Linked DNA regions of Mus musculus: regions 1, 2 and 4 are each linked to region 3. A link is a contact called in public HiChIP or PLAC-seq data. All regions are on one chromosome and are shown on one strand. Each heading gives the region's core, a stretch centred on a gene start, on an enhancer-like site or on the middle of the called end of the contact. The rest is flanking DNA. Distances are from core to core; before and after follow the strand shown. Region 1 holds the start of Epha4 (Eph receptor A4). Region 2 overlaps Gm33083 (a long non-coding RNA gene). Region 3 has its middle 94 kb from the start of Gm32974. Region 4 overlaps Gm33083 (a long non-coding RNA gene).

Region 1 (5,931 bases), core at 968-3,467, 180 kb after region 3:
GTACTCACTCGCTTGCCCAGACACAAGTGGCACCTATTGTTTAAAAATGTTTCCCAAGAATCCGGGTTGCTCTTTTCCTTTCTCAATCTGTGTGCCAAACTATAGGATCCTAGATCTTTATCTATTTATTTTCGGTAAAAGCCAGAAAGACACATGAAAGAATCGAGACTTTTCTTAAGGGGACTTAGCGCGGTTATTTTTAATAATTTATGCACACACTTATATTCCTGCGTGCATAATCCCCCCTCCCCCCCGCGCGCTTCACTGATGTAAAATCAGTAGCTTCAATAACGGAAATCCACTTCCCCTGTGGGTGACATTCCAATAGGTTTTTCCAAACCGCAGAGTCAAAATGCCAGGAGCCTTAGCCGCTGTCCCTCTGGACAACCGACTCAGCTACTGCCCACCGGCGCACTCTTGCCTTCTGCAAAAGTTGCTGGTGTGATTAGTCCGGGTCTGAATTTGCAAGCACAGTTCTCCAGCCCTGGACGGGAAACGCGATCGTTCTCCATGACAACAACCAGAAAGCGCCTGGAGCCACGCTCGGATTTCTACCTGCTCCACACCTTGCGGTGATGCTTGGATTTTTTTAACTCCATATTCCCATTTTAGGGGACAAGCTACTCATGAAATCCTTTGCATGTGAAGTTCCTCCATGAAACGTTTTCCGAGTTCTTCTTTCGTAGTCTAGGTGGAGGAAGCTGAGACAGGACTTTACGTACCGTAGTATGGGAGGACCTGACCAAATCTGTAAATAAATTACTAGCCGGGCTTGGACAACCTGCCTGGCTGGCTGAGGTCTTTGTCCGTTCTGCTTTGCTCCGGGTCCGCGCGCTCCCGCATCTGGCCGGCAGGTGGCGCGGTTGGTTCACGTAGATACTCTGCCCCTGCTGTTTGCAAAGTGCCTCCACTCAAACTCCACTCAGGCTGAGACCCAGACTTGGAGGAGGAAAATCTGGCCCGGGAGGGAGCCAAAGGAGGGGCAGCTTGAGGCGAGCACGGAAGGTGGATCTTTTGGAATCCCACCCCTTCAAACGCCTGGGGACCAGCCACCCAGTTTCAACTGGGGCGGGTCCCTTGGTAGCTAGCTGAGCTGCGGTTGGCGCTCAAATTGGCTTCCCCGGTGGCCTGAGCATCGGAGGACCGGATGGTGTCTGCGTCCCTGGGAAGTCGATGGTTGGCACCCAGAACAACGCGGGGTTGTGGGACAAGTTTCTGCGGGTAGAGCCTCTCATTTTGGTCCCCTGGGAGACTGTCCCCATCAGTACCGGGGAGACTTCGGAGTTCAGAGCCACAGTAGCTGCTCCAGGCAGCTTGCGACCCTCTGTCTGTCCCTTCTGTGCAGCAGGTGCTCGCATTCTTACAACCTTCCCCTTCTACACCTAAGTGTCCAGGAATGGCTAGAAGTGGTTCCAGGGACACTCCCTGGAAAGCACAGTGAGTTCCCGGTAGCTAGGGCTGTCGCGAGGTGATTTCTCCCTTCATAGTCCCGTAGTGGGCTCGGTCGATGTGAACACCCGGACCTGGCCAGGGATCACTTCCAAACGTTAGGAAGATTGGGGACAAGTGACCGCGCTCTGCTGCTGGGGAGATGACTGGGTCCCCCTGGCTAGGTAACTAAGAAGGAAAGGAATTATCAAGCTACGAAAGTCCCCCAGCCCAAAGCATTTCCCACGGAGGAACGCCATAAAGACACAAAACCTGGCAGTGAGGGTGGCTGCGTGCAGCAGAGAGCGCCCGACCTTAGCTGGGGTGGACAGTACAGAGACCCGACGACCTCGGCAAGGGGCAAGAGCCAAGGTGCAGGTCAACTTCAGACTTATTTCATCTCAACAGGAGTCTTTTCTCCCTCGCACACCTCCGGACTTGGGGCCGGGCGGGGAATGCCAACGTTTTCTGGCCTTCCCCACCGTCCTTTCGGAGTCTCTCGAAGTTCCCTCTGCCGTCCAAGGGATCGATCCCCAAGGATCGAGACAAGGTCTGGGGCCTCTCGTGGGGGCACAGACCCATCACTGCTGGGAAGCCAGCCTCGGGAGACCTTGAGCCCTGCGGAGGCTGGAGGGGGCGGGACCTCGGGGGTGGGCTCTGCACCGTGGGGGTGGGGACGTGGCGCTGGTTCTGCACTGCTATTGGTCACGAGCTCTGGACTGGCGGGTGTACGTCACGGGCCGGTCCCACCCTCTTGGCAATGTCTTCAGACTGCTGCACTCCTAACTTAAGCATTTATTCCACTGGGATAGAAGCGGCAGGAGCAGCGTTGGCACCGGCGAACCATGGCTGGGATTTTCTATTTCATCCTCTTTTCGTTTCTCTTTGGAATTTGCGACGCTGTCACCGGTTCTAGGGTATACCCCGCGAATGAAGGTAAGAGCCCGGCAGCCCTTATGCGGTCCGGGACCCGGAGGGGGTGATTCACTGATGAATGGTCTTCTGGAGCTCAGAACCAGTTAGGGTGGGGGGCGGGGGGTGGAGAGCGCGGCATGAGCCTCGCGTTCCCACTCCGGAGAAGAGTGCCGAACAGAGGGGATCCTCTTAAGTGGGGACTGAGGAGGATCAGGCTGTCTGAACTGAGAAGGGTGACCGATGCAAGCTGCCACTCTGCCCAAGTTTGTAGCGAAAGGCCAAAGTTTATCAGCATCCGCCTGCAGGGCCGGCTCAAGGCGCCCCGAGGGGATACACCGGGATTTGAAAACAAAACAAAAAAACGTGTGAGCAAAGTCCTCTACATCAGCAGCACAGGCGAGAAGGGAAACCCAAACGTAGAGCGCAGAGCGCCCGGCCTCTTGTCCAAGCCTTGCGAGCCCGGGTTTTTGCAAAGTTTTCCCAGCGCAGCGCTTCCCGGGACCCGGCTGCTTGGTCTCCGGAGCGCGCAGCGGTGGTGGCGCCGCTTGTCGGGCGCCGGTGACCTGATTTCTAGCACCGGGCCTCAGACACCTTTTTCTCCATCGGGCCGCGCACCCTGGAGGTTGCAATCTCAGGCCTACCTCTCCCCTACCCCAGATCCTTAGCTCATCCAGCAAAACTAGGGGACCAGTCAGCGAATTAAACATACCCCACTGTAAGCTTCTCTCTCCAGTATGGGGTACTGGACTAGTCTAGAAGGACAGGCATGACCGACGGGACCCATTCGTGTGCCGTTTTCTGTTTGTCTATTGCGACGTTCTGGAAGGATTGTTTGTCTGTTTTTCTGTCCGAGGTGAGGGGAGAGGTGGTGACCATTTAGTTTGTGATGGGCCTAGGGGGAAAGGAACACTCTCTGTGTCTATTTCTGTCCTTATGTGTCCCTGTCTCTCTATCTCTGTCTGTCTCTCTCCCCCTCCTCTCGTGTGTGTGTGTGTGTGTGTGTGTGTGTGTGTGTGTGTGTGTGTGTGTGTGTGTTTGAGGGCAAATGTGTGCCTGGCGCGGGTGTCTGCAGGAACCTGGACGTTTTGTGCCGGGTAAGCGAGTGCGCACAGTGTGTGAACGTGGGCTCCGGCCTGTGTTCGTGTTCCAACCTGCGCGCATTAGCTGTGCATCTGTCTCATCGATTCTTCCCACTCCGTACATCCATCTATCTATCCATCCAGCCAGCCAGCCTCCGTCTCCCCAGGCATCAGTCCATCTAGCTATTCCTGTGCAATCCACTATCATTTTTTCTGTTCCGAAGGAGGGAGCCAAAAACCAACTTAGGCTTGGCTAGACAGAGGGTACCCGGAGCTCTCCAGGCAGAGGTTTGGACCTTGTCGTACACCTGCCCACAGGCAGTGCCGGGGCGGAGGAGGGGACAGTGGGGGTAGAAGAGTGGTCTCTCCCCTACTCCGTCACATTCCAGGGGTTGTGGCTTCGATTTAGCACCTCGGCAGTTCCCGGGGCTTTTCCTCTGAGCGGAACCGCGTACCTCGCATTCTCCTGGCTATGGCTACTTACTTTACACACTTGTTAAGTGTCCCCAGAGACCTCTCTCGCCCCAGACCTAGAGGTAGTTAGAGTTAGGATTCTTTTTTTTTTTTTTTCTTTACCTTTAATTTCCCCTCTTTTTTTCTTTGGGAAGCAAGACTGGGCGCCCTAGACCAAAAAAAAAAAAAAAAAAAAAGGCGCTCGATGGAACCGTAGGCTAATGTTGAAAGCGGGGGGGGGGCGCGGGGGGGGCGCTGCACCCCCTTGCCCCTCCTTCCCTTAAAAATTAATTCATTTTGTTGCTTTTTATTCCTGTCACGTTTCCTTTTCTCCCTTTTACCCTCCCTTTCTACTCCCTCCCTTTTTTTGTAAATTGGGTCTTATTGTTCCCTTTGTGTCCCTAATCCACCTTACATAAATCCAAGTGGATGTAGCGGGCTTTTCTCTGGGGTCCGGGAGGAGAAGGGAGCACAGCTCCAGGCGGGAACGACCCGGGCAAGGCTCTACATTTTAGAATAATTAATAGACCCCAGGAATAAGGATCTTTCGGAGAGCTAGGGCAAAGGGGTTGGTTTTTAGCTTCCTGGATTTGAGGGATAGAATGAGAGGAGGTGGGCAGAATTCCAGGTCCTGGGGGTGAGACAGAGAGTTGGGGTACTCGGGCCGCCAGGACAGGGGCCTCCCATTCCCACCCCTCCCCCAGCCTGAAGAGCCAGCCTCCCTGATCAAATTAATAACCCACAGGGTGTCTTTTAGATGGGCCTTTCGACCCCCAAGCCTGAAGATCGTGCTGGGAAAGGCAGTGTGGATAGGTTTCGAATTCATTGCCCCTCTTTCAATGTCGTAGGCACCTGAGAAGGGTACCGCAGCTCTAGAGGCGTCTTCTCCCTTCCCCCCTAGCTTGGAGGCCGAATGTTAGGTGTAGCGCAAGCATACTAAATCCATTAGGCAGCACTCCATACCTAAAATTCAAACCAGCCATTTCCTGGAGGTGGAGGTCTCATCTCGCTTGTCCTCCAAAGGACCTACGAAAAAAGAGACTGCTTCAGTGCGTTTTTGCATTTTAACCTTACCCTTCTGGCAGGCCTCCTTGCTGGAACTCAAGATATTTAAAAAGCAGAGGGTGCATACAGTGGGTCTGTATTTATTTGGGGAGGGGGGGCATAAGGGGAGGGGGGAGAGCCTTTTCTCTGACCCTTCGGGTCCTTCGATAGCATTCACTTGTGGGTCTGTCACCACCACTGGTGAGTTATGTGGTCATCTGAGGCTTGCAAAAACAAATACATCTAGTAGATAGCAGACATAGATGAATGCAGACTTTGCTCTCTGGTGTTGCTGTCCTACATTGATAGATTTGTTTTGTTTGAATTGTGCTTGAGATACCTCCCTATTCATCCTTTTTAGGGGGAAAAAACTGAATCAATTGGGTCCTCGGGTGGAATTTTAAATGCTAAGCAAGTTAAATAAATAAGAACCTGCAGACTTAAAGAGGGGAGAGGATCATGTGAGGAGTGGTTATTTACATAAGTGGGCCCGAGTTTCGGTTTTGATCAGATTGGCTATTCGCACCCTCAACACATATGGAAACGCTCAGGCAAATGGTTTTTGTATTATTGGCTTTTTGCGATTGGAAATTAATCTATTTTCCTTTGTTTTTTTTTATATTTTTTTTCTGCAGTTACTTTATTGGATTCCAGATCTGTTCAGGGAGAGCTTGGGTGGATAGCAAGCCCTCTGGAAGGAGGGGTAAGTTCTGAGGCCTTCTCTGAGGCAAGAGGGGGGAAAAAGTGATTAGCCACTTTCTGAGAGTCTAATGGCTTGATTCTTGGTGATGTGGTGAGGGGGTCAGATTTCCGATGTGGCCTATGAAGTGAATTACGCTTTGTTGGAGAAATCTAATACTCCCTTTGGAGAGTTCTGTCATGGAAGAGCTAGAAACCAAAAGGGCAGAAAGGGGCTTCAAAATTAGGAGATTGGTGGAAGTATAGACTTAGATGCCTATTTAAAACTAAAATACCGACAAGAAATACGATCTGGAGACCAAATTAGAATTTA
Region 2 (5,948 bases), core at 1,473-3,972, 170 kb before region 3:
AGCAGACCATGATCCAGTGGAAGGTCACACATTCAGGACTATTTGGGTAGCACAAGTGCCCTTGATGGGGTCAGGGAAGAGCAAAAAATTGGGCAGGAAAGGAAAAGGAGGTGGGTCTGAAAAGAGCTGGGGAGGGAGGGTGAGTATGGTCAAAACAGGTCATAATAAATTCTCAAAGAACTAATAGAAATAAAACCAGACCAAAACCACAGCAACAAAAACAACAAAACACAAAGTACATCCATGCAAACAGCTATAAGAAATATGTTAGTGAGGAAAGCAAATGATAGAGCATTGTGACTAATGCATGCTCATTTTAGAACAAAAATATACATTAGTGTATTTGTTCATAAAGGTGTAATAGAAATCTGTTTGTATTAGGCCAGTGAAAAATATTTGAAATAAGGGCAGCTGTTAGAGCAACAAATAGGCTGATTAAAAATGTAAATCTATGGTGGTTTCAGGTCACAGAAGTATAATGCTTCTGCAATCAAGAAATAAAATTTAGCTCTTGAAATGACTCAGAAAATCAACTATTCTTATTCCTCTGCCATCACAGTTATTTCAAACCAATCTACTTCACAAACATTAAGGAATGAGTACAAAATAATTTAGTTCTTGGTGCTGCCTCTTCCTTTTGACTCTGACTCTAATTGTGACTCTTTAACTAGATGGTGGTATATTTTCAGAAAGTCATTCTGTTCCCTCACCTTCCTCATCTATGATCCTAAAAGGTTGGAAATAAGCAGTCTAGCTCCAAACTGCTGTGCTGTTGCTGAAGCAAACTGGTATCGTGGTCCTCCTCAGGATAATTCTTTCTCCCGCACACTGCATCTTTTATCATAAGTAGCTCATCACTATAGTAGAACAATGGCTAGCCATGCAGACTCCAGTCCTGATTGCTTAGTTTTCAGAATCTTAAGTGTAAATCTGTGGACTGATGGCCTCTGCAGATTTTCACAGCTCCATAAGGAGTATTCATAGACCCCCAAGTCTCCCATCTGCGTAGGGATGGCCGAGTGCATCTTTTTGTCCCAGCTGACAAGCACTGAAGTCATGTTTGCCCTTCCTTACACCACTGGCCTGCTTGAATTCAGAGCTGGCTGTCCTTGTTCTACCTCACAGAGATTTACTGATGTGGTCAGTAAACTTTGTGGGACATTGGGCCATGAACCTTTATTCTTTTTATTGTTTGGCAGGTCCCTGGCATATATTTGCAGCAAGCTGGCATTTGAAGCAAATGCATTATGAATAAAGGCCACCACAATTTGTTTGACACCACTAAACTTATCTTGCTTTCCTGGACCAGAGTGAGGTAGTGAATTATTAGCCTCTGAAGAATTAGGTAAACATGACTCTAAGAATCACCCGCAGTGTGGAGGAATGAGAGGCATAGGGGACCATGCCTGCCCTTGGAAGTTTAAATCTGTATTGCAGGGGAGAAAGGAGAAACAAACTTAAGTCACAGGACTAGATAATAATGTGCTATTTTTAAAAAGCATCTAAGATGAGTGCACTGAATGGATGAATACAAAGCTATGTTCTGAAAAAAAATGCTAAAGTGGCTTCCTTAGGGTTTTGGAGAAACCACTTTCCTCTGAGACACACAAGGGAGAAGAGTTCAAGGGTTTTATGACGTCCCCCTTACAAAGAAATTTCTCTGACATCTTTTTGAGTCGGCAGGTCTGGCCTCACTGGACTGATTTGTACTTAACATGCTGAAGTGTGGTTATTGCTTTAGTATTTTCAGTAGATAAATATTAGACAGATACCCAGGCATCCGGGAGATGAAGAGTTCTTCCTGGTGCATCATCCTCGTGGGGAATCCATGTGGGGCAACCTACTAGAATAAATACAGAAAAGGTTAGATCTTCTAATTTATTTACTATAGTCTTTACATGTGTCTATAAGCATGTTGATCACCCTCAGCCCCTGTTGCCCTCTCATCTTCCTTCCATGCTCATGGATCCCTGTATGCTTCTCAACCATTACCCCTCTGACTTTCATGGATTTTTGACTTTGGATGTGCAGGTAGCTATTGTACAGTGCATCATGACTGTCACAGGTGTGTCACATCCCAAAGACAGCTCAGTACTCCTCCCCACCCTCTTGCTCTTACAGTCTTTCTATTTCCTCTCTTATGATGCTCCCTGGTCCTTGGACAGGGTCTTATTGATGCCCAGTGTAGGGATGAGAACTCAAGATCATTTATCCTCAGCAATTTGACCAATTGTGAGTCTCTGCATCCACTGTCAGCCACTTTGAACATGACCTTCGCTGTCCAAATCAGAGAACAGTATTAGCCTATGTGTATTAACAGATATGCTTAGAAGGCTATTTGTCTATGTGTTCATGTAGTAAAAAATATCAATAGTCAACTCTTCATCTAGGACAGGCAAGGGTTAGGGTTAGTTATGAACTCTGAATAGATGGGAAAAATAACCATATAGTAACTCACTACTTTATAAGCTGAATGTAAATTATAATGATTTTAAGAAAAGTAGTTTTAATGGACGTTTTTGCTGCTACTAAAAGCCATACAATTTTAAATGAAAAATCTCATTGCCTTTTGAGAATTTCTTCTTATGAATTGCTGGCTTGGAGGCTTCTGTGAGGTTCCAGAACAACAGAGGCACTTTGCTGTCCTCCCAAGCTACATGGTAAGTCACTATTGCTGAAGATTGCAAGAACTTGGACGTTTTCTACTCTTAGGTTTGTTTTATAATACTTGTGGCATATCAGTAAGTGTTACAAGAATGTAATAAGAATGTAATGAGTCGTGGTTGGGCTATGTGCTTCTTTGGGCTTTTGCTGTGTTTTTGTTTGCTTTTATTGTTTGAAAATCTCATACATGTATATAATATGTTCTGCTCAAAGTCACCATGTATTCCTACTCCCCCATTTCTTCCACTTTCTTGCCCACCACTATTCCCTCCCAAATTATGTGCTCCTTTAAAAAGAAAAAAACCACTAACTGTGCTTAGTGATGCCAGTATGTGCGCATGTGTAGATCATTCACTGAAGCACGGGAACCTGTCAGGGGTATCGTTCTTGAAGAAAACTCTTCTCCTTCTCTCAGCAGCCACCAATTGTCTTTTTTTTTTAATTGTACAGGAAATTACCCCCAGGTTCATGCCCATGCTAAGCAAGCACTCTATCACCAAGTTAAATCTGTAGTGACAGCATGTTAATACTTGAAAGATATATTTGTTAAATTCCATCTTACCCTAGTTACTTTGTGCATCATGATGCATTATTTAAACCACAATTTAGGGATACATTCATCGAGTGATTTAGAGATTATTACTTTGGGGGAAAATACATGATAAATTATAATCTTTTCATAAGGAAGGAATCTTACAAAAAGCAAATTATAATTTTGTCTGAATCAGTAAAATGCATCAGTCCGAACAAGTGAGTAGAAAGATCAATGCTCAGTAGGTACATAGCCCCTTTTCATGTGTCTAGCCTTTAAGCTGAGCCATGGGGGTCCTCATGTGGGGAAAGAGTGGGAAGGTACAAGGCTCTCTTCTGCTCTTAGGGATGCTGTGGTCTTTCTATGATTTATTGGCAGTAACTCGACTTTGATGGCATGAGCTGCTCACAGCATCTCTTCCCATTGTGCTGTATGAATGCTGTGGGGCCTGCTGTGCCTCCAGGGCCAAGCCCTGTACCAGGTACACTATGTCACTGTGTGTCACCAGCTTTGTCTTCCCATTCATTCTCTCTCACATCCCCTCCCTCATGCTGTGGCAGGTGGATGACTCTTATTCAGTCTCCTTCTAATTATGTGACATTTCTCAAGCAGCAATATGACATTTGGTTTTGATCAGGGGAATCTCTATGATGGTGTGACTCATGGGTGGCCTGGAGATTTCTCTTACTTCAAGAGTTCTCTTTCAAATAGGCATTTTGAAAAACCACAGCAGCTATACACCAGTATATTCTTTTGATTTATAAAATGTCTATACTTGTTTCACTGGAATAACCATAATACAGATATAAATACCTCTTTAAAGATTTATTTATGTTATTTAAAATTTTATGTATTTCACCATACGGGCTTGTCGGTGGGCATGTAGGTACCCACAGTGGCCAGAAGTGTTGGATCCCCTGGATCTGGAGTTGAGGTATCTGTGAGCTGCCTGAGGTGTGTGCTGGGAACTGAAGCTGGGTTCTCTGCAAGATCAGTAGACAGTCTTAACTATAAGCCTTCTCTTCAGCCCCATTCCTCTCTCTCTCTCTCTCTCTCTCTCTCTCTCTCATCATCTTGATCGCAGTCCCACTTCTCCTCCTAGTCCTCCCCCACACAGCCCCTCTTCCAGTTCCATCCTTAACATCTTATTAGTATTAGTCAACATTCTCTATAAAAACATAACCAAGAGATTCTCTGTGTGTAGATGAGAGAGAGAGAGAGAGAGAGAGAGAGAGAGAGAGAGAGAGAGAGAAATGAAAGAAGGAAGAGGTGAAGAAAGGAGGAGGAAAAGAGATGGATGTAGGTGGGGAGAGAGGTTGGTAAGGGAGGAAAGGAAAGAGGAGACTTATAAGGGTTGTCTAATACAGATGATACCCCAGCAGCAGTCAAGTCTAAGGGCTGCAGGTATAAAATACACCTGCAGGTTGAATTCCTCAAGAAACAGTACTACAGCTAAAGCAGCGGTCCTCAATCTGTGGACCACGACCCCCGACCCCCTTTAAGGGTCAACTAACATTCCACAGGAATTGCATCACCTAAGACCATCAGAAAACAGAGATATTTACATCATGACTCCCAACAATAGAAAAATTACAGTTATGAAGTAGCAACAAAAATAATTTTATGGTGGGGGGGCGGTCACCATAACATCTTTCCTAAAGAATTGTAGTACTCTAGAGGTTGAGCTAGAGTATGACTGCTGTCTGTTGGCAAACTTCTCCTTCTCAGTGTTTTTTTTTTTTTCTGCTAAGGGCTTCCCCTTTTTTGGGAGAGATGTATTGCATTCTGAGGTGTGACTGTCTTTACTCAGCCTGCAATGTTAATGACATCTAAGCAAGACTTTCTCAGAGACATCTAGAACAATGTTGGCTCAAATATCTAGGTACCAAGGCCTTGACACAGAAGATAGCTATCTCAGTACAGTCCTGGGCACCTCTGCTCTTGGTTTGTTTAATGAACAATACTGTACCATGGGCATTTTCCCAGGCGATCTGTCTGTATTACAATAGAGACGTCACTTCCTGTAAAGGCTTTAAGGGTGTTTCTTTCCAGAGAATTCTGAAATAAGCTCTCATTATTGAAGGCTTGAGCTCACCATTGAAAAAACAAATTGTCAGCAAGGTTATTTCTAACACAGCCCAAAGGAAGCGTGCATCTTCTGTGTCATATCAAGCAAAGAGCAGCAGATGACACTAGATAGAGATACTCTCTCAAGTACCTCCCCAGTCTGGAAAGCTATCGCTTTTCCTCTCACTAGACCCATGTCTTGCTAAGACAATGTACCTCATAAATGTTAGTCTTCTTAGTTGGAAATCACTTGACTGCTGCAAAAAGTTAATATTATTAAAAGTTATAGTCATCATGGACTCCCAAAACATACTGAAAAATTCACCTCCAAGATGACAGCTCCCAAATTACTCTTATTTTGCATGCCTTGATTAGATACACACTGGGCCTGGAGAGTTGGCTCAGTAGTTCACAACACTGGTTTCCTTTTCAGAGGACCTGGGCTTGATTCTCAGTGCCTGCATGGTTTCTTATCACTTTCTGCAACATCAGTCCCAGGACACTTTCTGGCTTCTACAGTCATGGCCACACATGTGATGAACAGATACACATGTAAGCAAAACACCCATAGTCATAAAATAAATCTTTTTTTCTTTAATGTTGCTCATTAAAATGCAGTGTCCTTTAGCATGCATTGACATTGTTGAGGCATATGAAATGGAAATAGACATTGGAATCTTCTACC
Region 3 (5,984 bases), core at 3,419-5,918:
AGTTGGTTCTCCATCTCGATTGACTTATAGAAGGCAATTGTGGCTAAATCACTTATTACTGGAATGTGGCTAATTGGTACAAGAAACTGAAGGAAAATGAAAACAAGCAAAAGACTACAAAGTTCATTTCTTGATGCCTGCATCTCAGTTTCCACATCTAATATGGATGATAATAATGTTGTAGAGTATCCATAAAGATTAACATTTATCAAGCTCTTAAACTGACCCTAGACAATTTTAAGAGTGAAGTCCATTTTGGCTCTTACCTCCCTCTGTGCACCACAAGGACGTAAACAGCACGCAATGTTTACTACAGGAGAGTATAGGGGAACTATTGCAGAGTCAGGGTCAGCCACAAGAGATCATAAAATATTCTGGAACTAGTAAAGGGGTGGAGAGGAGACTATTCCTAGAACTGAAGGAGCAGCAGGAGTTACCAGAAAGTAGAAGTTGTAAGGAAGAGGGATGGTATTTAGAGGTGGGCACAGCCAACCAATGGCAACACTAGAGGAAAGAAGATGGTAAATCAAACAGCCTGATCCTTCTCTGTTTTGTAACAAGTGCTATGAATTAACTCAAACCAGCTTGAAGCCCTAGAGCAGGAGCTCACTGTTATATTCTCTGCAGGGTGCAGAACACTGTGGAAAATGCCAAAAGTAGATCCAAGTGAGGTCGACAGTGAAGTCACACCATCCCTCCCTCCTCTTCTTGATAAGGTAACGCAGAAAACCCAGTAAGCAACCATATGATCTTCAGTTTCTATTAAATCAGCTACAATAGCTCCCGAATGTAGGACATTTGCCATCACTTGTGTTAGTGTAAGTAACAACACAGCCTCCAGAATGCTTCTATAGCTAGTCACTGAGGTCAGGCATCACCATGTCTTTCCTAAGCCACCCTCCCTGTAATTGTCTTACCTCTACCAACAGATGGGGTAGAAAATAATTCTTGGTATACCTGGATGATTGCAAACTTTATTCTCAGAACACTTGAATTCTTAACAATCTTGTGTTTCTTGGTTTGGTAGCAGTTCCAGTCCTGACTTTCTTTAGTGATGAACAGCAATGTGGAAAAGAAAGCTGAATAAACCCTTTCTTCCCCAAGTGCTTCTTGGTCATGATGTTTGTGCAGGAATAGAAACCCTGACTAAGACAATAAGACACTCAGACAGGTAACAAATCATAACAATACCAGAAGTTCCATGGGTATGGAAGATATAGATAACCCTTAGAGTGTGTTTTAGCTGCACCTTTTTATGATAAAAGGAACCTAGTTAAAAAAAAAATCAATAGCAAGCCACCTGTCCCTCTTCACTGAATAGAGTCTACTGGCATAATAATAGCTTTTCCAAAGAGGAGAGTGAACACTTAGAAGTGGGTATGCCCAAGCCTAAGTGAAGTTCAATGATTACATTGTCAAGATGACTTAGTTTTCGTTCTTCTTGCTCTGATAAAATACCCTCCCAAAGGCAACTTGAGGGAGAGTGGGGTTTTTTAGCTCAGAATTCCAATTAGCAGTTCCTCGCTGTGAGAAAGTCTGGTGAGAGGAACTTGTAGCAGCTCATTACATTATATTCACAGTCTAGAGTAGAGAGCAATGAATTAATGTATGCCTGCTAATGCTCAGGTAACTATTTTAACTTAAACATTTCAGAATCCCTTGCATAGAGAATGGTTTCACTCATGGTGGATGGGCCACTCTACTTTGATTAATGTAATTAAGATAATCTCCCATAAACATGCCCACAGGGCAACCTGATCTAAAGAAGTCCTTACTGAAACTCAACTTCCAGATAATTCTGATTGTATTAAGTTGAAAACAACATCATCACAATGTCCCATCTTATAATTGTCAGAAGGCTCTGAAGTGACACCTTGGTTATTCAAAACGAGTAGTGTGGCATGGTTTTGTGATGAAAATTATGGAGAAGCTTGCCTATATAGGTTTATAAAGAAACATTCTTTGACTATTACCAGTGACTCTGCTGTGGCACCTGCTATCTAATACAGTTGGTTTGTCTTACCAAGGCTAATTATACACTATGAGGTTTTTTTCTTTTATTTTTAAATATTACATATAACTAACTGCAAGAGCTGCAAATTTTCCAGATATTTTGTGACTTGTCAATATATATTTTTCTATTCATTCATTCATTCATTTATATCTCTTTGTGTGTGTATGTATGTGTGTGCTTTCATGAAGCCATGAAGTTTAGCGGGAGAGGTCCTAGTGTATGTGTGTATGCCTGTATGGAGGCCAGAGGTCAATGTGTTCAGTTGGGTTATATATATACACATATATACATATATATGTATATGTATATAGTGTGTGTGTGTGTGTGTGTGTGTGTGTGTGTGTGTGTGTGTGTGTGTGTAAATGTAGGAATGTACTTGATATGCTACAGCTGAGGAAGTCAGGACAACCTCTGGTATCAGACCTTGCCTTGCTTCTCCTCTGAGATAGGATCTCTAGTTTACTACAACTCTGATACGCAGCCTAGAGCTTTGGAGGGTTCTCTTATCTCTGCTTCCCATATCTGTGTAGGAGCACTGGGGTCACAGATCTGTGCTACCACGTCCAGCTTTATGTAGATTTGCAGTATTTATATTTACTTAGATCCTCATGGTTTCATAGCAAATGATTTATTTCCCAGTTGTCTTTCCTGTCCCTACTTTGTTTTTTGAAACACTGCTTCTCCCTGGCCTAGAGTTCAGCAAGTAGGCTAAGCTGGCTGATCAGCACATCCTAGGAATCTGTCTCCATCTACCCAGCATGTGAATTTTAAGTCCATTCCCATGCCTGGACTTTTTTTTTTTTAAGAATTATTCATTTATTATGTGTAAGTACACTGTAGCTGTCTTCAGACACTCCAGAAGAGGGCATCAGATCTCATTACAGATGGTTATGAGCCACCATGTGGTTGCTGGGATTTAAACTCAGGACCTTTGGAAGTGCTCTTAACCACTGAGCCATCTCTCTAGCCCGCTATTGTTGTTTTTAAATGTGTATTTCAGGATCAAACTCAAGTCAGGCTTGTACAGCAAGCACTTTTTCTGACTCAGCTACCTCCTTAGCTCTTTTATTTATTTATTTATTTATTTATTTATTTATTTATTTATTTATTTATTTATTTTTACTAAAACCAGCCTGACACATTTCTTTGGCATGTACCTAACTGTCTTGGTCCTACTCACCAGGACAGTGGAGCATTACGATTGTGTCTTTGGAAATCAGGTATCAATTCCAAAGTGAGAAGTGAGAGTGAACAAGGAAAAGGAATTACCAGGAGGCAGGGTAGGATGTGTGTGTGCTCTTGGGGCTCAGGGAGAGGACCTCAGAGCCCTGGCCCATGCTGGAAACCCAAGGTGACCCAACCTTTCCTTCCAGACAATAGAGATCAGAGAGTGGGAAGGTTTTACAATGAATATGGTAATTTTTCCCAGAATTGGTATTTTAGCTGGAAATATTTAATTGTGGTAATACATCTGTTGAACTTCAAATGAGGAAGATAATAGAGTGTAAAAGGTCGAGTTATTCATCATATACAATCTCGGTTCCCAAGATCACTGCTTACAGCAAAACTGTGCTGGAAGACATTTCTGCATGTCGCTTATCTTAGAAGGTAAAGCATAAATAATTTGCATTTTTGTTAAATGCACATTTCCTGGGAAAACACCTACTCATTATCATCTTTCCTTGAGTTATCTAAATTTGAGTGAATTACCATCATAAATTAGTTGAAAAATCATTTACCCAATTTTTTTTTCTTATTAGTATTTTGCATTTAATAGCACTTCCTTATCAGACAAGCTTGCTCCAGCTATTTGTTTTTAATTAACTATTTTAGCTTACCACATACTGGCATCTGATTACACACTTCATCTTTTTTTATTATTATGAATTGCATATTTCCCAAGGCATCATCCTGTGGGGCCACTGCTCTGCCTTTGGTTAATCTATGATCATTGTTTTGTGTTTGTGGAATGGGTTGTTGAGGAAGACACATGAATGGTGGTAGGGAGTTGGCTGGCTTTGGTGCCCCAGGGGGTAAGATTCTCAGAGCAGAATTTTCTCCTGGGAAGGAAGTGACTACTTTTCTATTTGCTTCTATTTCAGATCCCCAAAAGGATAAGAGCTAGAAAGATTAAGCAATGAGTGAGCTATGGCACCTTCTGGATATGTTATGTCCTCAACATAGCTGATGCTCCCTGGTCTATGCAAGGTTTGTTTACTCTGGTCCATTTTGTCTCCTTCCTGGCTGTAAAGACAAGAACAATAAATTTCCCTCTGACTCTATGGTACCTGTGAGTCAAAATTGAAATACAGGCAGCTGGAGAACAGAGTCATTCTTAGAGAATAATCAGTAATATAGTAAATCAGGTCAGACAGTATGTTTAAGTTAAGACAAGCTCAGATGTAGTCCCTTTTCTCTTCCTTCTCTTGTTTGTCCTGTCTTCTGATTCACGCCATCAGACTCTTGTTTCTTTACAGAGCTTCTGAGTGCCCTTGGTAAACAGCAGTCGAGCTGCCTGATGGCTCTCTTGGTTCAAGCCATAAAGTTGCAACACACTCTGTGAATCACAGATGGGAATGTGCAAAGTTCTACCTTCAACAATCCACTCTTTATATAGTTATACATTGAGTGTTTGCTGCTTATCATCAGCATTCCAGTGAGCCTGGCCACGATGAAATGTTAGTGGGTATATGATGTCAAAGATTTCCTTTCCCTTGACTCACAGTCTGGGTCTGTTGCATAACTGAGGTTCAGATCTGAGTGCATAAGAGACCTGTGGATAGTTGTATGATCTAATTGAAAGGCTAGAAACAGACCTTCTAAGCACCCAGCAAGGTGTGACTTGAATCTATTGGAACAAAATATGATGGTGGGACAACGGATAGTGTTTTGTTGAGAATGTAAACTTCAAATTCGCTCTTGTTCTTCTAAATCACTTGTAGAATATTGAAATAGTTTTAAGCCTATTCTATGCCTTTTCTGACTGTGTTTCCAGCACTTCTTGCCATAGGATCTGCTGCACTTATGCCCTATCTGAATCTCTTCCTAACTTTAAGATAAGAACCACAAAACATGTTATTCGGGGTGCAGTAGGAAGTAAAGCAGCTGTTGAAGTTATTTCTTTTCAGATCTAATGCTGCTTGTATAAAAACATGCTTCTACTCATTCATTTACTCAAATTACATTATCAGGCACTGTCAGGGGCAAAGATACAAAGATAGATTACAAATGATCATTCCAAGTGATGATATATCTGTCATCATTTCTAATAAAGATATGATAGATAGGTAGGAAGTAGGTAGATAGATAGATGATAGATAGATAGATAGATAGATAGATAGATAGATAGATAGATAGATACATTCATACATACATACATACAAGAAAGAAAGAAAGAAAGAAAGAAAGAAAGAAAGAAAGAAAGAAAGAAAGGAAGGAAGGAAGGAAGGAAGGAAGAAGAAAGAAAGAAAGAAACAAACAAACAAAGAAACAAACAAAGAAAGAAACAAACAAAGAAAGAAACAAACAAAGAAAGAAACAAAGAAAGCCATGACTGACAAGGACAGTCATTGCCCTCTATAGAGTCACGGTAGAGAATTTAGAAATGTGTACTTACCACTATAAAGCAACATATATGATTATTAAAGATCTGGATTTAAGTTCAAAGGCTGATTCCTTTACTAAGAAGACAGTTTCCTGAGCACTCTGAGTGTTGCTTTCATAACCTTTAAAGGGGAAGTAATATTGGTTACTTTAGAGTATCTTTCTGAGGAGAAATTAAAATAGTTATTCTTAAAATGTGTTCTGGAGAACTCTGGGGGTTCCTGATTTTGCTGGGTCAATGTTTATAAATTATCTGTCCCCTTACTTTTATTTCCACACTGATAGAAAATTGATATGCCTTCTCCCTCTTCCTATGGGTGTCCAGTAGAGTGTTCAGAAGGAGCATGGCATGCAACATCTCATCACT
Region 4 (6,242 bases), core at 266-2,765, 150 kb before region 3:
TGGTCCTTCCCTAATGGACTATTAACACAAAGGGATGCCTGCCATTTGGGGTCTTCAGTGAAGGTTCACTGGGAAATGCTTGTTAAGCTTTCTATAAAGAGAAATCTGGAAATGAAAACATTTTAAAAATGCCCCCTCCCTCCCAAATAACAGGTCTCTGTCTCCCACCAATGTGTTTTATGGACAATGGTTGAGGAGCTTCTTATCTGATTATGTGAGAATAGGATTTTTTAAAAAATCCCCTCTAGGGAAAAATGTTTTCCAAATCACCATCTGCTTACCCTCCTTTCTGTGTTTGCTGCTCTTTGATAGGATGTCAGCCAGCTCCGACAGGAGGGCAGGGGCTCAGAGGCAGGGAGGAGTTTGACAACCATCACAGACCTAGGACAAATGAAGGTGCGTCCTAGGCCGAGAGCCAACCGATTTCCAGTGATTTTATGTGGGCAACTCACAAATAGGACGCGAGTTACTTTCTACCCACCACCTTCAAGATATATATCTAAAAGGTTATTTTTCTTGTCCCCAGATCAAAGCCAGTTCAAGATGAAAACTCATTGCCCCTTTCTTTTCTTCCAAACACAACTTCATGAATGGAGTGATTCAAAAACAAATCAATTCTGTTTGGGTTTTAGGACCGAACAAGAAATGCTGAGCGAGGAAAAGGCATTTGCTAAATGCACCAGCACCAGGAGGAAGGTCAATTTAAAATCGTGTTTGACTGTTGGAGTTTACTTTAAAAAATTTAAGTACCATTACTGGAGACAAAATATTGCATATGTGCATTAGCTCTTGGCTAGACAGCCAGTACTCATGTACACAGTCTAATTTTTATATATAAATGGATGCGCTACAAATCAGGACTTCCGGATCTTAACTGTGGCCCCAGTGCTGCTCAGAAACTGTTATTCATCTGGTTTCCCCCACCCCTGCCTCCTCTCCTCTGCCTAATGGGGCCTGGGCTACTTTGAACAATTCCTTTTCAGGGCTGCTTTAGCGGTTGACTTCTTCCCCGGGGATGTCTTTCTTCTAAGCCAGACCTTCCATGAAGGCCTTTCCAGGTTTGCAGGGTCCCCAGACCTAAAAAAAAGTCGGTTTGTTTGGCTGCCTGGCTTCATCGTGTTTGGATCTTTGCCAGGTACCTGCTGTCTTCTTGTGCTGCTGGACTGAACCATCTTAGCTTGGGTAAGGCTGTTTTCTAGGATTCATGAACCTCTTGGCGAGGTAGGCTCAGGATGTCAGCCAGCTCTAATAGGAGGGCAGGGGCAGGATACAGCTCTGTTCAAGTGAGATCCACAGGGTGTGCCAAAGCCTGTGTTGGGAGCTGACTCTGTCTCCATGCAGGCAATTTGCAGAATGTAGCTGAGCTGCTGGCTGATGACCGGTTTTATCTCTGGCATCTCCTCTGGCTTCATGTATATGGAATTCCCCTTTTCTAAGTGCATACTTTAAACGTCGTGTCTGCCTTTCATACCCAACTGACCACCTCATTCATCTCACATAGCTACATTTCTGTAGCATGAGTTGTCCGTTGGATTCCTCTGACTTTCCGTCGTCAAGGCCTTACACGGATCTCAAGATTTCCATCCTTCTCTCTTTCTCTAAGGGTAGACATTCCATATGATTAATCAGTAGGAAATCTTGAGGATTTATTTCATTTCTGTATTTAAACAGTCCGCCCTGAAATATACATTTGTTTTGGTAGCTTTCTTCATCACTGTACCAGAACACTCGGCAGACTCGCTTAAGGAAGTGTCTTAGACAGGGTTTCTATTCCTGCACAAACATCATGACCAAGAAGCAAGATGGGGAGGAAAGGGTTTATTCAGCTTACACTTCCATACTGCTGTTCATCACCAAAAGATGCAGGACTGGAACTCAAGCAGGTCAGAAAGCAGGAGCTGATGCAGAAGCCATGGAGGGATGTTCTTTACTGGCTTGCTGCTGCTGGTTTGCTCAGCCTGCTCTCTTATAGAGCCAAGACTACCAGCCCAAAGATGGTCCCACCCACAAGGGGCTTGATCCCTAATTGATCCCCCTTGATCACTAATTGAGAAAATGCCTTACAGTTGGATCTCATGGAGGCATTTCCTCAACTGAAGCTCCTTTCTCTGGGATAACTCCAGCTGTGTCAAGTTGACACAAAACCAGCCAGTACAGGAAGGAAGTGGTTCTTTTGGCTCACAGTTCTAGGATGCGGCCCATAACTGCCACAGACACAGGACATCTAGAGCTCCAGAAAAACCCTGTCTCAACAACCACAAAGATGGCCCATCACAAAACCTCAATCCCACGCACTCTCCAAGGCAACAACTGCCTGTTCATAATTCTCTTGGTCTCATCTACTTGCATGGCAGGTGATAATCCAGCTTTATCTTTTTATCTCCCTTTTTACAAAGTCCCTTCTTCATTGTGTCCACCCTGATTTAGTGGACAGCATTATAATGCATCATTGAAATCTTAGTGGTATCTTCCCTTTCTTTTACATTGTCACTGGGTACCATGCTCCAAAGTACTCCAGACTCTTCCTACCTTCTGTTTTGTTTATTTCTGCCCCTGCATGGGGCTCCATCTTAGCCCCAGGCTAACCAGCCCATAGCTATAGAATATCTCACCCCATAAGTTGTCCTCCACAATGTCATGACATTTTGTTGTTGTTGTTAAACTTGGTTGGTGTACTATTATTTCTTCATGCTGAAGAATACCTGTATCCCTCTATCAAAAGCGTCTACCTGGACACATTTTAAACCTTTGCTTATGTGTGTGTGGGTGGAGGTGGGGACAGGGGGTGGGGGTAGGTTGCATGCTCAGGTGCTCATGTATGCACATGTGGAAGCCACGCACATGTTGTTTCTGAAGAGCTGTTCACATTATTTTCTCAGGGTTTCTCATTGGCCTGGAGCTCAGAGTAGGCTAGACCGGCTGCCTAGTGAGAGCCCCATGATCTGCCTGTCTCCGTATCCCCAGCATTGGGACAGTAAGTGCATGCTACCAACCCCAGCTTCTATACAGGGGATCTGGCAATCAGACTAGGACCCTCGTACCCATATGTACCTACTGAACCATCTTCCAGCCACGTTTTAAGCCTTTTAAAATCTTCTTCGATATATTCACAGAATGCCGTTTGATTTTTCTCTCCCTTTTCTACCCTTTGCTTGTCCTGCCATCTGTCGTTCCTTTCCCTGCTGCACTGGACTATTGACATCAGATTCCTAATTCAAAGGCAAGTGGAAATGCTTAGATTTTTGTTGTACAAAGCCACCTCTTCACATCTCTTCCTCCAGTGTTCTTTGCCTTGAGTCTTCCCCAGCTCTCTCTCTCTGTTTCACATCCTTGTCTGTTCCGTATCTTCAGAGGCCACATTCATCCGGCTCCTTGGGAATCACTCAAGCAAGCCTTTATGATAAAACCGACCGACCGACCGTGAGTCTGAAAATGATGGCAGCAGGAACCCGATATCTGTTATTTTAAATACTTTTGAAATGCTGGCATTTTCTAAGACTTCCTTGAGCAAAATCTAAACAAAGGAGCTGATGATTTTTCATGGTTTCTAATTTATTCTACCAGACAGGTGTAAACTGGCTGTGGAAAGGCAGAGATGCAAATTAATTATCCATTTCACCTCTGACAAAAGAAGATAATCTGACACCCTTTCAAGAATCTTCCTTTTCTGCCCTCAATCGGGGCAACAATGTAACATTTCACTGATACCTTTCAAGGAAAACATGGTGTTTATGGCTCTTTGTCACCGAGTCTCGTGCCTCGGCAGCTGAGCAGACTGCAGATAGGTGATAAGGGCGGGTAAACAGAGCTCAAGGGAGGGCAGGCTTGTCTGTGGTGCATCATAAAGAAGGGAAAAACTGGGCTATAACCAGTGGGACTCCTGTGTGCATTTACAAAAAAAGAAGAGTGTGGGGTTGATGATTCCCCATGAAAAGAGTGAGTTAGCACAGGTTAGGATTGTATTCTTGGACTCACCGGTGTGAAATTAACCGAAGCAGCCATATATGCTGTCTACTCTCAACTCCAAAGAGTGTTCTTGTTGGCTTGAGGAAGACTCCCTTCGATGGTTAAGTACAGAGAGAACTGAGGGACATTTTCCTGTTTCCAGTTTCTTTGCTAAGAAAGGGACCCAGTGGGAGTCACTCATTTGAAGATAGTTTCACCACTGTTTAGCATCAAGTATCATTTTCTTCCTACGTAGCAATGTCTCTCAGGGCATTAAAAATAAAGGAAAGAAATGACAGAGAAAGGAAAAGCATGATTGTCTCCTAAATGGGTTTTTCTGAAGCATTATAAAAACACACTCTATTCTGATATCTGTAAAAACCTTCAAGCCCCTTTAAAAGCTGAGTGGTGGATTTCAAACTCTTGATAATAGTTCCTTAATCTAGAAGCTTTGAGCTGAAATTGGCTTTGAACAATCATTTATTCGGCATTTGAAGCTTTTCCCTTTTTAAAACATGCTACATAAATCACCTATTTTATGTTATTAAACCAACTTAAAAATGAAAGTTCTATATTATTTTCTTATTGTGTGTACCCAGTCATTCAGGATATCTGGAAGCTCCCTTCAATTCAGTCAACAATATCCAGACATAAATGAAGGGCAGGAGGCAGGGAGCAGAGGTAGGGCTAGAATGTGGTATGTATCTCACTCTCAGCCCAGGCACTGCTCTTTCTAACGAACTGCCACAACTAGCGAACCACTGAAAAGAAAAAGAAAGCTATCACGAACCACTTTTGGTCCAATTCTCCAAGCCCACTCCAGAAAGGATACTGGGCTAGCATTAGTTGGCAAACATCAAGCCACACCCCTTTCCCCCTGATGGCCACAATACCCTGGGACGATGGCATTCTAGAGCTTCTTTTGCTTGGTCTCTCAGGAGTAACTTTTCAATTTTTACTTATATTTCCTCACCCAAACGTAGAAACAAGGTGCAGAGTTCAATCATTTACTGACTCTTGATTTCCCAGCCTCCACAAAGACCTCCCAGATAACAGATCAGAGCTCTGTTTTCTTCATTCTCATCTTGGGCTTTCTCCCCACCACTTGACAAGATGGAATTGACAAGTGGATGTCTGTTCAAAGCTTCCCCAATGATCAAAAATGATAATTGTAGCTATTGGTTCTACAAGCAAGCCCTCATTGTCGGATGAAAGTCTAAAAGGCTGATTTACTGTCTGTGTACTTCTCAGAAACAAATATAATTAAGACTTGCCCATTCAAAAGTACTAAAGCATCTAAAACTGGAAAGTGCAGAACATGAACCTGATATGCCTTGGGGCCTTCACTGTGTAAAGGCTCTGTGTGAGTACATGGATATGACATCAGGAAGACAGCTTCTTTGGCAGAACTCCATCCCTAGGTCTGCAATTCTAACACAAGCCATGAGGCTTTGGCTTTCAATCTATTTGGGCACTGTGGGCCACATCTGTCCTGCTGATGTTAGCCCTATGGATAGTAGTGGCTTCCTGTAGTTGTATGTCTTTGAGTGGACCTACTTTCTCTATCTCCTCTTTCAACGTTTCTAACAAGTCTATTCCCAGTTGAAAATTCCCCTTAAATTCCATCTACAGAGCTACTCATTTCCACCTCAACTCATGGCTACCGAGGGAAGGTATGCGTCTAGTCATTAGGCCGCTGCTTCCTTCATCCTGGTGTTGCAGGCATCATTAACCCGCTCTCCTCTTTTGGAATGAAACCCTGTCTTGTGATGGCTCTGAAAGCAGTGTTTGATTATAGTTGACACATTATACAAACATGCATGTCCTCTGCGGGTTTTCACTCTTCAACAGCTCCATGTTTCCTGCTGCAGCTGTAGTGTATTTTACTTAACTAATTAGTAGGTTTTCAATTTTTTTTAAACCAATTTAGCAGTAAATAGTTTTACATGTTTATCTTAGTGTCTAAACATAGGTCTATAAAATGAAATGGCTAGGTCAAAGTACATTTTTTATTCTGGTATATATTGTTATTTCACAGTTAGGTATGCAACATCAGTATTTTTATATATAACCTTTTTGCAACAAAGTGAGGCTTATCTATTTTACCTTCAAAAAGTGACTGGCAATCTTTATTTCCAACAAATTATTTATTATTATTATTATTATTATTATTATTATTACTTTGTAATTCTTTGTAATTGTCAGCAGATCCAGTTTCAAAGGACTCATAAGTTTATCGTGCTAGAGCCTATTTGCAACTCATTTTCAAACCAAGCCAGCGTTCTTCAGCTTTATTC

The links. HiChIP or PLAC-seq counts read pairs in DNA pulled down with a chosen protein or histone mark.
Region 1: a FOXA1 HiChIP or PLAC-seq map of pancreatic cancer cells shows a contact between it and region 3. The contact joins the promoter of Epha4 here to the enhancer-like site in region 3. A contact is called at or near these places in 1 of 39 promoter capture datasets (hippocampal neurons), 1 of 15 datasets of contacts at CTCF or cohesin (the NIH/3T3 cell line), 2 of 484 Hi-C or Micro-C datasets (embryonic fibroblasts and pancreatic cancer cells) and 2 of 115 datasets of contacts at active chromatin or transcription factors (embryonic stem cells and pancreatic cancer cells).
Region 2: a contact with region 3 is called in a CTCF HiChIP or PLAC-seq map of the NIH/3T3 cell line, with 10 read pairs. The contact joins two enhancer-like sites. A contact is called at or near these places in 1 of 15 datasets of contacts at CTCF or cohesin (the NIH/3T3 cell line) and 1 of 115 datasets of contacts at active chromatin or transcription factors (pancreatic cancer cells).
Region 4: a contact with region 3 is called in a CTCF HiChIP or PLAC-seq map of the NIH/3T3 cell line, with 23 read pairs. The contact joins two enhancer-like sites. A contact is called at or near these places in 1 of 15 datasets of contacts at CTCF or cohesin (the NIH/3T3 cell line), 1 of 484 Hi-C or Micro-C datasets (nephron progenitors) and 1 of 115 datasets of contacts at active chromatin or transcription factors (the NIH/3T3 cell line).

What each region holds. Positions count from the first base shown.
Region 1 is chr1:77,511,374-77,517,304 of GRCm38.p6, reverse strand. It overlaps Epha4 (Eph receptor A4), which reads left to right and starts at 2,217. Exons shown (of 18, transcript NM_007936.3): 1 at 2,217-2,364; 2 at 5,555-5,622. The coding sequence starts at 2,274.
Region 2 is chr1:77,867,100-77,873,047 of GRCm38.p6, reverse strand. All of the region lies in intron 1 of Gm33083 (a long non-coding RNA gene), which reads left to right. Gm33030 (a long non-coding RNA gene) reads right to left here. Exons shown (of 4, transcript XR_373561.2): 3 at 1,773-1,843. Among named protein-coding and RNA genes, the nearest start is that of Gm33083, 26 kb to the left of the region's middle. Within about 2 kb of position 2,722, at least 8 of the 459 cell types and tissues checked have an H3K27ac peak or open chromatin away from gene starts, as enhancers often do. A contact at or near this core is called in the NIH/3T3 cell line, where this site is marked.
Region 3 is chr1:77,694,060-77,700,043 of GRCm38.p6, reverse strand. No RefSeq gene overlaps it. Among named protein-coding and RNA genes, the nearest start is that of Gm32974, 94 kb to the right of the region's middle. Within about 2 kb of position 4,668, at least 13 of the 459 cell types and tissues checked have an H3K27ac peak or open chromatin away from gene starts, as enhancers often do. A contact at or near this core is called in the NIH/3T3 cell line and pancreatic cancer cells, where this site is marked.
Region 4 is chr1:77,841,469-77,847,710 of GRCm38.p6, reverse strand. The region is part of intron 2 of Gm33083 (a long non-coding RNA gene); the gene reads left to right. The region is part of intron 2 of Gm33030 (a long non-coding RNA gene); the gene reads right to left. Among named protein-coding and RNA genes, the nearest start is that of Gm33030, 31 kb to the right of the region's middle. Within about 2 kb of position 1,515, at least 15 of the 459 cell types and tissues checked have an H3K27ac peak or open chromatin away from gene starts, as enhancers often do. A contact at or near this core is called in the NIH/3T3 cell line, where this site is marked.